Regions from separate parts of the Mus musculus genome. Here all the other regions are linked to region 1. A link is a contact called in public Hi-C, Micro-C and targeted proximity ligation data. All regions are on one chromosome and are shown on one strand. The core of a region is the stretch at or near the end of the contact, and the rest is flanking DNA. Distances in the headings are between cores, read along the strand shown. Region 1 has its middle 19 kb from the start of Gm35554. Region 2 overlaps Smarca2 (SWI/SNF related, matrix associated, actin dependent regulator of chromatin, subfamily a, member 2). Region 3 overlaps Smarca2 (SWI/SNF related, matrix associated, actin dependent regulator of chromatin, subfamily a, member 2). Region 4 overlaps 4931403E22Rik (RIKEN cDNA 4931403E22 gene). Region 5 overlaps Gm46648 (a long non-coding RNA gene).

Evidence for each region. Hi-C and Micro-C count contacts between places; a contact is called where the count stands out from the background.
Region 2: a Hi-C map of uterus shows a contact between it and region 1, with 4 times the contacts expected there. A contact is called at or near these places in 2 of 484 Hi-C or Micro-C datasets (tail fibroblasts and uterus) and 3 of 130 datasets of targeted methods (astrocytes, bone marrow-derived macrophages and large pre-B cells).
Region 3: a Micro-C map of granulosa cells shows a contact between it and region 1, with 1.9 times the contacts expected there. A contact is called at or near these places in 7 of 484 Hi-C or Micro-C datasets (embryonic stem cells, granulosa cells, muscle stem cells and 1 more), 14 of 130 datasets of targeted methods (the NIH/3T3 cell line, T-cell acute lymphoblastic leukemia, craniofacial prominence and 10 more) and 1 of 9 other capture datasets (embryonic stem cells).
Region 4: a Hi-C map of uterus shows a contact between it and region 1.
Region 5: a targeted proximity ligation map of the NIH/3T3 cell line shows a contact between it and region 1, with 5 read pairs. A contact is called at or near these places in 2 of 484 Hi-C or Micro-C datasets (granulosa cells and uterus), 2 of 130 datasets of targeted methods (the NIH/3T3 cell line and astrocytes) and 1 of 9 other capture datasets (embryonic tail).

What each region holds. Positions count from the first base shown.
Region 1 is chr19:27,362,821-27,365,381 of GRCm38.p6, forward strand. It overlaps the pseudogene Gm50113. Among named protein-coding and RNA genes, the nearest start is that of Gm35554, 19 kb to the left of the region's middle.
Region 2 is chr19:26,717,063-26,719,623 of GRCm38.p6, forward strand. The region is part of intron 26 of Smarca2 (SWI/SNF related, matrix associated, actin dependent regulator of chromatin, subfamily a, member 2); the gene reads left to right. Among named protein-coding and RNA genes, the nearest start is that of Gm20616, 95 kb to the left of the region's middle.
Region 3 is chr19:26,752,290-26,754,850 of GRCm38.p6, forward strand. All of the region lies in intron 28 of Smarca2 (SWI/SNF related, matrix associated, actin dependent regulator of chromatin, subfamily a, member 2), which reads left to right. Among named protein-coding and RNA genes, the nearest start is that of Gm46648, 70 kb to the right of the region's middle.
Region 4 is chr19:26,811,572-26,814,132 of GRCm38.p6, forward strand. All of the region lies in intron 1 of 4931403E22Rik (RIKEN cDNA 4931403E22 gene), which reads right to left. Among named protein-coding and RNA genes, the nearest start is that of Gm46648, 11 kb to the right of the region's middle.
Region 5 is chr19:26,844,616-26,847,176 of GRCm38.p6, forward strand. All of the region lies in intron 2 of Gm46648 (a long non-coding RNA gene), which reads left to right. Among named protein-coding and RNA genes, the nearest start is that of 4931403E22Rik, 22 kb to the left of the region's middle.

The sequences.
Region 1 (2,561 bases), core at 26-2,525:
ATGAAAGAATCAGCAAGCACAGTGCCAATATCCAGTAATCGGAAATCAGTAGCCAGCTAATTTACAAAGAATGCAAAAGAAAACTCAGGAGCGTACACACAAAAACAAGACTAAGTACTAAGTCAAATTCAGTGAGTGTCAAGCTAATACTAGACAGAAATGGGAATGAAGGCTGTAGACAGAATGCAGTGGTCAAATCTGTGACAGCAAATATACAGTGATAGTCAACACATGTATGTGCATCTGCGTGTGTAAACACACAGACATACAGAAGCTAGCATAACAAAACCAGAGATCTGGAGAAGGAGAAAGACAAATGCGTATTGAAATGCCATATTCCTGTAAGATAAAGGCGACTGACATCGACTTATAAAATCCGCTGAAGGAGGGGGGTGAGAGGGAGTAGGAGAGGGGGAAGATGGTGGATGTGATAGAAATACACTGTGTGTGTGATGTGTGTGAAAATGTCATAATGAAGTCATAAGATATGCTAACAAAATGCTTTTATAAGCTCCGGTGCCAATGTTTCTCACAATTACCTTTTTAAGCATAAATAATCTTTCTCTTGTAGATTAAAAAAATAATATTCTGAAGTTCAATTGTTCCTTTTTTCTGTATTTCTATTTTTCTTCTAAAACAATCCCATAGAACAGGATGCTTTTAAAAAAAAAAAACACAAAATCACTGCCATTCAATCTACCTTGCTTCAAATAGAATGTGTTTATAAGGAAGTGTTTGGACAAGCTGGGTGTAGTGGTGCATGCCTGTAATCTTAGCATTTGGGAGGCTGAGGTAGGAGGATCTTGAATTCAAGAATAGCATGGATACATAGCAAATTTGAAGCCAGTCTGTATTCCAAACTAAGACTATATTAAATGAATGAATGAATGAATGAATGAATGAATAAATAAATAAATAAGAGTTAAAATAATATTAATTGTAAACTATTTCTGGGTGTCATATTCTGAGTAAATATTTTTAAGCCCTGACCTTTGTGCTACTCTTCGTTACGTGCACTCTCCATAAAAACCATTATTTTTTTTCACTAAAACAACAAAAAGGATTTTTCTTTAAAAGAGAAAAATACCTGGAAATATTTGGGATAAGATGTTAACCACGGGAAATCAGAATGGGGCAAGTATTCATGGTTATTGTTTACAGTCTTCTAACCAACTTTGTTTCATTTCAATTTGTTTTATTCTTTGCTTTGTTTTGTTGAGACAGCGCCTCGCTGTTCAGCTCTGGCTGCTCTGACTCACTTTCTAGACCGTTTGGACCTTGATGTCAGATCTGCCTTCCTCTACCTCCTGAATGCTAATATTCTAAGCATGCCCCTCCATACATACCTGGTGTGTGTGTGTGTGTGTGTGTGTGTGTGTGTGTGTGTGTGTGAGAGAGAGAGAGAGAGAGAGAGAGAGAGAGAGAGAGAGAGAGAGAGAGAGAGAGAGAGAGAGATTAAAGATGTAGCTCATCGGCAGAGGATTTGCCCAGGGTGTAGGAGATCTTTGTTCAAGCGCCAGTATCATACAAGGGATAAAAAGAAAAACAACCTGAACACCCCCAAGTTAATTTCCATCTCCAGCATTTGTTCAGGAGAAGATGACTAGCCCCACGGACCCGCACTTGGGCAGGCATACTTCACGAAGTGCTGCACAGAGCATCACCATTTTAATTTTGCTTTTGGTTTCAGGGTCCCGACACAACTTTCTGATCATAAATTGACTTCGTGTGCAGTTTCCCTACAGGGAGAAGACGAACAGATGTTAAGCATGCAGGGGCGAGACCCCGTTTGTCTTGTTCACTGCTATCGCCACAGCATCCGGTACTCAGCAGACGTACTGTGATTCTTTAACTAGAGACTGAACCTTAACACCAATCAGTAAACTGCCATACTGGGTAACTGACTGGGCCCTGGGAACCTGGTACTCCAGCCCCATCCCCCCTCTCTGAAAGATTGACCCTCTCTGTTTGGTGACAGGATTATGACTCACAGTTTACAAAGCTGCCAGCCCAGGAACTTTCCTGACACAGCCAAGGTCACGTCCCCCTGGAGCAGGGATTGCTCTGAAAGCTGAAAAGCCTCTGAAGGTTTTCTTTTTGTCTCATTTCTCAAACTGCTGGGCAGGGCACCAACTGCCAGGGTTACTTTGTGTGTACTTGTTTATATAAGATAGGATAATTTATTTTTTTTTAATTTAGCTTCTCTTTACTACCATTTCTGCCTTAGATAAGATTTTTAAAAAAGATATTTTTAGAATGCTTTTCTTGATTTTTAGTATATTTGAATCTCGTAGAGTAGGTAAGTTTTAATTTTGCTATTTCAGAGTCAAAATTGAGAATTATGAGAAGACTCCAGCAAGGTGTTTTGTTTTTATTTTTATTTAATTTTATTTTTTTAATTTGGAAGTTGGGAAAGTGAGTGTGGGCTGAAAAGGGAGAGAGAGAGAGAGAGAGAGAGAGAGAGAGAGAGAGAGAGAGAGAGAACATGACAGCTATTTGAGTTAATGTTGTAGGAGTGGCATTGTCTGAAAAAAGAGTATAAGCTTCGTGTTTTCAGGTAG
Region 2 (2,561 bases), core at 44-2,543, 650 kb before region 1:
TGAGGGTGGTGATGGTTGTGGTTTCAGGGTTTGTCCAGATGACAAGACAGATCCAGATGAATAAGGGGTAAGGCTTCCTCCAAAGCATTCAGCCATTCTGACTTTCGTGTCAGGCATTTAGCGTGACCGTGAGGGACGGGATATGTATGCACTATGGCTGGGGTGTAGTAGCACTGAAGAACCCTGATCACAGGCACCTGTTAGAAAGCCATGGGGTCCTGGAACCCCCCCACCCTTGTGTAAGCAAAGCACCTGGAAAGGAGAGGCATAGTAAAGATGTGGTTGCCGGTGCTGGGGCTGCAAGGTGGAGATGTGAGACCCTTTTAAGCAGAAATTACAACTTTTGAAGAGATGCTAGGAATCGACCCTTTTTGGCGAACTCTCAGCATTAAGGTTTGCAACTACATTCAGGACCTTTATTAATATTATTCCATAACACTGCAGGCCAAAGAGAACACAGCTAAGCCAAATATGACCCGATGGGTTTGTAATCTCTGCCTTTTAAGCTTAGGGAGGGTGAGAGAATAGAACCAAGGCTGTGTGGACGCTTATGTCATTTTCATGGGGGGAGGGGGATTATTTGCTTGTGGCCTTTGTCTAGAGAACGCAGATTATGCCCACACATAATGATTCACAATGAAAGACCATTACCTCTTTCCCAGGCAGAAAAGCAGGCAGCCATAGCAGTGGCTCCCAGCTTTAGGAAATGTATTACTTTGCTACCCAGGTGAGGCCATTTTAGGGAGACAGGGCATTAATGTGGGTTCTGCATTAATGTGGGGTTCTGCTGTTACTCCCTACAATTATAGATTAGACTTTTAAATAGGGGGGTTGGGGATACACATCAGAAAGCAACATCTATCTTTGAGGCACTTACCAAGGGGTAGGAGACTAGGGAACCCTGAGGCAGAAAGGCTTTCCTGGCCTTTCCTGGCACTCACTCAACACTACAATGGCCTCAGATACTCCCAAATTAGGTTACACTCAGAAATCGGCCTTCCCTGGCAGCGCCCTGAAATCGGGGAGAAATTTAGTGCTGCTCCATTCTTCTTTGAGGCTGAGCTTTTGTAGGATTTGAAAAATCTCAGACAAACCTGGAAATTTTGTTCAAGGTCCCGTCTCCCTTTAACTAGGTCTACGACCCTAGAACAGGCTTGTCACAGCCCAGACTGACTCAGGAATGAATTGACATAGCCCAGACTGGTGCAGGAATGAATGTACTTGTGTAAGAACCTGAAGTTTGTGAGTTCTCAGGCCTGTTTCTTACGTGTTAGCATCTGTTAGGGAGACTGAACCAGCTCTGCTGTTTTCTGTTGGGTTTAATTTGTATACCTTTGGCCACTGGGCTGTTCATTAGCACTTCCACCAGGGGGCAGGAAAATGAATTTGAATCCATGCCAGCTACTGTGATTAAAGAGTTTAGCGGCAAGCAAGAATGGAATGCGAGCTGCCTAGGCGCTCTGGATCGCATGTATCAAAAGTCTTCGTCCATTACTCAGAATTAGTCCTGTGCCTCACAGTAATAGAGACTTATTACTTCAATGTATAGATACTGTAAACAAATAGCTCCTTTAAAATAATAATCTTTCTTTTAAACAGTGCCATTGCCTTCCCCTTCTAAAACCAAGACATCAAATAATTAATTCACCGTCAATACTGATAACCTGTGGGTTTTACCTAAAAGGTTTATTTGATAGCAACATGCTTCAGATATTTATCTTGGACCAATATATAAATAATGGGCTTTTAGAGGCCATATTTGCTGTGAAGGTGAAAAATAGTAATAAATGTTATGATTTATACTAAGGCCTTAAGATGGATACATCCAGGTAGTAATTAAATAGAAAAGTTAGTCTTTTTTGTCCAAAGCTAGTTTAAGATGTTATAGAGAAGTATTGGGTAAGTAGGATCTCTAAGATCACTAGGACTTGTAGCTTATCATATTTAATTGAATCTACCCTTTTTAAAAAAATTATATGTATATGGGTTATTGTTATTAAAATTAAAGAAAATACTTATTCTATGGTTGTCCTACTCTCCAGTTACAAAACAACCTACTGTGGTCATTTTGCAAACTCTGATCTAGGAATCCGGAATTTGGTCTAGCTTAGAGCTTGAAGTAGCAACAGGCTGTCACAGAGTAGGTCTCGGGGAGATTGCTTTCCTACTAGTTATCTGCTAGCTATTAAGAGGTTGCCTCATGCAACCTCTGTCTAGGTCCTGCCTTAAAGAAGCACCCTCTTGCTCATTGCCAAGCCTCCATGGGTAGATCCTGTTTCTGAGCCACGCATTAGATGGCTGGATTAAGCCAAGCATCACAAGCTAAGTATAGCACATGGGAGAGCAGGGTGGCCACATTTATCTACCAATAGGATGCTACCGAGCTCCAGGCTTACCCTGTCGTACAGACGGAGTGATTTCCAGAAGTGTTGAAGCATAGTTTCAGGAGCCTCGACGCCTAATTTCTAAGTCACATTTGGGTTCAAGAAGCAAATATTTCCTTCACATTTTATCAGTTTTAGCTTTTAAGGGAAAGAAATCATTTTATTGAATATGTGTTT
Region 3 (2,561 bases), core at 37-2,536, 610 kb before region 1:
GAAAAGGATTCTTCAGGAGCTCTGAGGAGAGAGGTGTTGGGACGATGGGATGAAATTATTTATTATTGTTTATTATTATTATTACTATTAGAGGTTGACTTGTCAGAAGGAAGGAACTGCAGTCATATTTAAGCTAAATCTTTTATGTGCAGGACCCTGTTCAAAACCAGATCCCTCCACAAAATTGTCGGGCTTCCCTCCTCCTAATACTTGGGAGTGTTGAGCCTTTCTATCAGCTGTGGTCTCTCTTACATCACCGCTATATGTATTCAGCGTGATATTTCAGCAAATTCACCCCCTTTCTCGTGGGCTTTTTCGGTGTGACCAATAAGGAGGCGGTGCTGCACACAGACAAGATCGCTTTAAATAAACGGATGAGTATTTGGAAACTGAGGCCAAGACGCTTGAGTTTCTCAGTCAATGCTCTACTGCTTAGCTAGTCTGATTGCATTGGAGATGGTTGACTTGGGGTTTCCTGCTTTGATTTCCCCTTGATGCAATGCGGTTTGCATTTGATGCAATGTTATTTTGCTTTGGAAGCCATCTCTTGTTTCCATGGAAAGCAGATAGGAAACAGATATTTCTGCTGTCTGAGTTGCGTGATCATAGAGGTCAGCTGTCAGAGTTGCGTGGTCATAGAGACCAGCTGTTAGAGACGGTGCCTTAGCCCCGGGAACTCCTGTTGTCCTGTCCGACGCTGAACTAACTGAAAGTGGGCAGCTACATTGCTTGCGACTTGGGTTTTTCCTCCTAGCTTTGACGTATTACATGGCAGGCAGGGAGGAATTGTTCGAAAGATTAAGTGGCAGGAAAAGTAGAAACTTTCCACCAGGAATTTCTCTCTTAAGCCTTTCTAGCTCGTGTGATATTTTCCAAACCAGTAAAGGGGACAGGAGGAGAAAGGTTCATTGAGCGGTCAGAATTTCTTGTGTCTCCTGACTCATCAAGACTTGTAACTCCAGTCCTCACTAGCTTCGTTATTTTCTTTTTGAAAGAAAGAAAGAAAGAAAGAAAGAAAGAAAGAAAGAAAGAAAGAAAGAAAGAAAGGAAGCAAGCAAGCAAGCACACTTCTTTTAAATACTGTCAAGTGGCCACCAAAGGCACCCCACCTCCTCCTCCTGAGTGTGGATTGGCCTCTCAGTGACACTCCACAGAGGGCAAACTCAACCCAAACCCCAAGTCCACTCTTGGTCTGGAGTAAGCGTGAGAATTTTTTTTTTTCAAACCAAGAGTTAGTAACTGCAGTTTCTAGTCACCCCGACTTCCTCCTCCACCTGTTGCCTTCCCACAGGGGGAAGCTGAATCATTACACCCCACATCAGCCTCTGGTGCGAGGAAATTGACTCTGCTCTACCTCTGACTTTTTTGGTTTTGCCTTTGTGTCAGGAGAGCACACCATCTGTTTCTCTGACCAGGTGTGCCCTGGTCTTTGGCAGGCCTTTGATGATCACATCCATCGCTTGCTGATTCAATCTGGGTTTGCTGGAACACCGGAGTGGGGCTGAGTGAGCCTGTGGGGACTTAAAAGGCGGGAGGGGGTGTCTTTGAATAGTGGCTGTCATTTCAGCTTCCTTAATCAGCGGAAGGGTCAGCATCTCGTGGGTCTCATGTTACCAGTAGATTGTTTTATTTGGCTTTACAGTATTTGTGTGTGTGTGTGTGTGTGTGTGTGTGTGTGTGAGAGAGAGAGAGAGAGAGAGAGAGAGAGAGAGAGAGAGATGTTTCTATTTCTTGACTCCCCCCCTTTAGAAAAACTTAAAAATCTGGCAGGTTTCTGCCTGAGTTTCCCCCAGCGGGAGCTCCACAGGAGGGCGGAAATGGCTGCTCTCTTTACCTGACACCTCACAGGTGGTCTCAGCTGTTGCCTTCCCTACCACCAATATGGAGTATGAGTTGCTGGCTGTTGACCGACTTCAGGTGGCTTGTGTACATCGCCTACTGGCTGCATTTGTATCAACCTGGTGAACAAAACCACAACAGACGCCCTCAGAGCCCATTCCCAAGTGTGCCTGGGGAGGCAGAGCCTAGGGGCTCAGGGCACAAGCTCTTCCTAGTCTAGCCTCAGCGGCTTACATTTGAATCTGGTGTTCACTTACCTGCCTGACCCTCAGTTTCCCAGTGCACACAGTGGAATAATTCCTGCTCCCCACCCCCAACCCCCCAGCCTGTGGAATTGTTGTCCTAAGCAATTAATATAACCCCAGATTCTTTAAATAGTTTAATGATTAATAGTCCAACTTTGAGACTGTTTACAGTTCATCCAGCAGGTGAAGGGACCTCTGAAGAGAGTGTCCTTGCCGATGCCGGTTTCCATGGTTTTCATTCCAGAAACAGAAAATGCAGTTTCACCGGAACTGACTAGTGAGCATGTCTCTAGTTGTACTGTAGGCAAGGGCTATTTAAATATTTCAGCACCCAGGTATCGAGTGGCTCTTCCTCTTCCTGGCTTGCTTGCTTTCTTTGCTTATTGAGTTCTCCTTAAAAAGCTCCCTCTTAAGACTCTGACTCTCCCTGTGTTTTTAGGTACTTTCTGGAGAGATCATGTGCTGAACCTCGTACCG
Region 4 (2,561 bases), core at 35-2,534, 550 kb before region 1:
TCCCAGACAGAAGTGAGAGCGAGCATTTTGAAAGCAAGGATGGCCACTGCACTTCCCACTAAAAGCATTGAAGTAGCTAGCCATGATTTTCAGGGCTAACTCCAAAACCCTCAAAGTGGACAGCAGGCCTGTGACATGTGCCCTGCTCATGTCCACTGCTTTTTCTGATCTATTGTGTCTCTTAGTCACTAAGGCCCAGTTTGAGTCACATTGCTTCAGTTCCTCACTTGTGTCGTGTTCCCATTGTCTCTCTCCACACAGGACTTCCTTTCTCCTTGAGATGCCAAAGAGAACTTAGCCCAGTATTCTTCTGATACTGTGACAAAAATATCAGGACCATGGGCAACTGAGATGATAAGGTGGTTTATCTTAGCTTATAGCCCCAGAGGAGCTACAATTTATTGTGACAGGGAAAGTTTTAGAGCAGAAGGAAGAGACCAGCCTGACAGTTAGGAAACAGACAGATCACATCTCATCTGCACACAAGAACCAGAACAGAATGTTTCTCCCCAGATCCCAGCACATCTTCTTCTAACACTGTAGTGTATATTAATGTGGAAGTAAACAAGTGTGCCTGGTACTGAGGCCACTGGAGTAACGAAGATAAATTGCTCCCTCTCTATCTACTCCACACACATGCGTGCGCGCGCGCACACACACACACACACACACACACACACACAAAAGTATGCAACACACACACACACTCTTTCACATTCTGTACTCACATATGTACATACTTTGGTGGTCTCTAAAGGGACTTCAAGCCTATTACAAGTATTCCCGAGCCACAGAATCTTCTCTTCCTCCCAGGACACCCTACCCTCAGAGAGGTTTGCCGGATGATAAGGATGATCAAAATATCTCTCCTGGACTGTAAAGGAGCCTCCACGGACCTCTCCCCTACTTCCTCCCCACCTTCCCTAGCTCAGCCCCTCTGTGTGCTTGTAAATATGGATGAAGCCATCGTCTATCTTCGTCCTACAATGCTTAGCACATCAAGCTAATGAAACAACAATTTTGTGCATGGGAGTCACAAGTTATCAGTTCAAGTTCTAATGCTTTCACTTTCTAGTGACCACTGGAAACTCACCATGTATTTGGTCCTGAGTTTTTCCATGTGTCATGTGAACGGGCTGGGTTGACGAAAGCTCTAGGTTTCCTTTTAGCTCTAACAGTCTGTAATTTTTATGATGGAAGGCACCGACGCCTCAGAGCAGACAGCTCATCTTTCTGCAGATGGCTCAAGTCCTAGTGATGATTTAACTTCACTAAGGGAAGCTTAACCATTCTGGAGCTCTGTTTGGGTTCTTCATTACATAGGTCAGTTCTAGCTTAGCCCTCCCATGCTCTTCCATAAGACACACTGCAAATAGCAAGAGTGGGAGGCAGGCAAACCACTCTCCAGGATCGCTGACATGGACGGCTGATAGTATCACTATGAGAACGCCAGCAAGTTTGGGAGTTTTCCCTTCATAAACCCCTTCCTTCAGAAAACTGTCTTTGGAAACAACATAACCATATTTTCAGGGAAGGAACAGTCATAAAGTCCATGGTTTTTTTTTTTTTTTTTTGCCAAGGCAAAAAAACTTCGTAGTGATTAAAGCCTCTTATCATTATCTAACTGGACCATACAGACTTAAAGTCCATATAGAATGATCTCTCTAGAGAACAAGCTGGCTAGTCAGCATCATGCACTGGGGACCAGTAGACCAAGGAGACCCCCAGCTTCATACACAGACCACCACCACAGCCAGGCATCCACATTCTTCAGATTCGTAGATGTGCCAATCTATCTGGATCTGCCCCAACTCTCAAGATAAGGAATGGATTCCTAGGAGTGGAAACACCTTTGTCTTCACTCTCTTCACTTCCCAAAATACCAAGGATACACACCCCCCCAAAGACACTTGGCTCCAAGGTTTGGGGACTAGAAATATGAGCTCCTGTCCACCACTTTGACACAAATCTCTAAATCATTATCCAGTTTCATTCTACACCAAGTGTTCACATTATAGATTATCAACCATATTTTTTCAGATTAAAAAAAAAAAAAAACCCAACACCTAAGTCACATACCAAGAACTTCCAGTGGTTTTGCCTCTCCTCCCTCCAACCTTTTAGAAAGCAGCACATATAACTACTACCCCCTCGTCAAAGAAGCCTCTCATTACAGCAAATATAGGTTTAAGGACCATGGAAAGTGATCTCTCACCGGACACAGTGCAAAGATAAACAGATCGTGTAGAACTTAACCCCAGTGGTTACATCTACATCGCAGCTTGTGGTGGTTTGAATACAAATGGCCCATAGGGAATAGCTCTATTAGGAGGTATGGCTTTGTTAGAGGAAGTGTGTCACTGAGGGTGGGCTTTGAGGTTTCAGAAGCTCAATCCCAGCCCAATGTCACTCTCTTCCTTCTGCCCTTCCTTCTGTCAATTTTCATGTTGAATTCTCAGCTACCTCTCCAGCACCATGTCTACCTGCGTGCTACCATGCTTCCTGCCATGACAATAATGGACCAAACCTCTGAATTGTAAGCCATCCCCAGTTAAATGCTT
Region 5 (2,561 bases), core at 41-2,540, 520 kb before region 1:
CTCCTATCTGATCTCATTATTTCGGATCTATGCATCCTGGCTGGCGGTATGTCTTTTGTCTTTGGTCCTCCCATCATATAAATGGGATTGTTTTATGGCTTCCTTTTTCCAGGGCCTGGGTTTTGTTCTGACTTAGTTTGCCATTTATGTTTAAGGGTAGAAATCTAAATCCAGGGTGAAGGTCTCCAGCTCCTAGGAGGCCCTTCAATGGGTTACCTCCTTCTGTCCCGGGTTGGGGGTTGAAGGGTGGGAGCACAGAGGGGCGGGGGTAGGGAGGGCGGTCCATTTGTCACTGCTGTTTCTATGGGGGCCTGGAGCTCAAGGTTCCAAGTTGGCCCAAGCACTTGGCAGACAAGCCCCTTGATTGTTGCTGGAGACCCCAGGTCAGTTTGGGGCGGAGCAAGCCTTTTAGGGATCCAAGAGGCTGAGACAAGCATGCTGATGAGGGAGAAACGTGCTAGGGAGAAGGTAGGCCTTGATGTATGCCCGAGTGGACAAAAGCTGTTAGTGTCAGCTTGATTTGCAAGATAAACATTCATGAGTTCGACTGCTTAGAAAGAGGGATTATCTACAAACCCGGGTCTGAATGGGAGCCATAAATAAGTGATTTCACACTACCAAGCAGGAAGAATATTCTGCCTCCTAAATTATTCTGAACAGCATGTTCGGCCCCTCCCAGGTTCCCACCAGTGACTAGCCCTGGGGCTGGGAGGTACTCAAATAATGTTCCTTTTGGCGAAGAGCCTCTGCCTCCTCCAGAGGCTCCTGGTTGCAGAGCCCTGCTGCAGCGCTTCTCTTCTTAAATCCAGTCCATGTTTTGCCTCCCACCGCCTCCGTGGCCCGTTTCAGGCCTGGGTTTATCCAGGCAGGGATTTCTCTCCAACCAAGAATCAACCAAGCTCTGCTTGGGGTTCCCAGGCTGTGCACGTTTCAAACGTGCTCGAATATTCATCAAAGGCATTGGGAGGATGTTTTATCTGCTTCCTAAGTAGGGACATGCTCCTAGCTACCCCATTTGTAGCTGAGTTTGCTCTGAAATGGAAATGCACCTCCTGATGCTAGAAGACCGCGTGGAAGGTTTCCCCTCCTCCACTCCGGGGCAACCGATTTCTCTTTCTTCTCTCTCTCTCTCTCTCTTTCTTCTCTCTCTCTCTCTTTCTTCTCTCTCTCTCTCTTTCTTCTCTCTCTCTCTCTCTCTCTCTCTCTCTCTCTCTCTCTCTCTCTCTCTCTCTCTCCTCCTTCATCCTTTGTGCAAGCTTTGCTGTGTTAACCCTGTAATGCCCTTTTTGCATGCGACACGCCCTTTCCTCTCTCCCTGTAGCTACAATGGGGCTTTCTCTGGATGTCTTGATGCCTCCTATACCACCGTTTTTTAAGGGAAGTGTTTTGTTTGAGAAGACATGGGAGAGACACTGTTGGATAGTACTGAAGCTTTATAGATTTATTTATGTATGCTGTATGTAGGTATATGTATCACACGTGTACTCCATGGGTGTGGAGATCAGAAGAGGGCATCAGATTCCCTGGAACTGGAGTTAACAGGTGCTTGTGAGCTGCCACAGGGTGTCTGAGGTCCAAACCCCCAAACCCAGGTGCTCTACAAAATCAGCCAGTGTCCTTAACCTCTGAGCTACCACTCCAATGGCCCCTGGTTGCTAAGGTTCTAAAGGGTATGGTCTAGGATGCCTGTAAAATATGGAAAGCTCACTGCTGCCTGCTGTCTGGCCAAGAATCTAGGCCTTTGTGGTTACTGTTTCAGTCCATCGTCGTTCCCCCCCCCCCCCCCATACTGACTCTGTTTACCTTGGCTGAGCCCCACTTAATTTGGTTGACTACACCTCTGTCTCTAGTTGCTGATCAGCGAGGGTCAGCCTTCTCTAGGTGAACAAGAATTCCCGAAAAGAAGCTGTGTCTTTTGGACACTGATTGACTGATTAGAATCTCAGTACTGTGGAGAGATTAGAATGCTGCAGGTCCAGAGGCTAGCTTATTTTGGGCTAGTTTAAGCCCTCTGGAACAGCCATTCCTTGCCCACTTATGTGTCTGAACTAACATCGGGTAACTAATAGAAAACTTTGGGAATCTAATAACTTAGCAGACCATTGCTCCCAATAACTCAGATCTGCGGATGCCATCAGATAACATCTTGGGCCTATAGAAAGCGTCCCTCTGTCTTGCTGTAACTACTTTTCTGATGTGCCCACTAATGTATTTTAAACCTACCGTGATTTATGACCTTCTTTGTTCTATAAAATTTCATAAATCTGTTTCCACTTTGGAACATAGAATTGGGGGTACCATAAATCTGTGTTCCCAGGCCATGGTCACTCTCAGTGGCTCCAGAATCAGCATCTGTCACTTGCTGTAAGGTGAGAGCCATTCAGAGCAAACAATAGGATGTCACAGAATAAAACTGAATGGCTCAAGCTTCTCCCCTACTAGGATGGTGCTCTGATGTCCGACACCAATGAATTTCTCAGCAGGCAGCAATTTCAAACACCTTTCTTCTTCTTCCTTTGGGACCCACAGTGCCACTGTTCTAAAAGAATACAGGCCTTCAG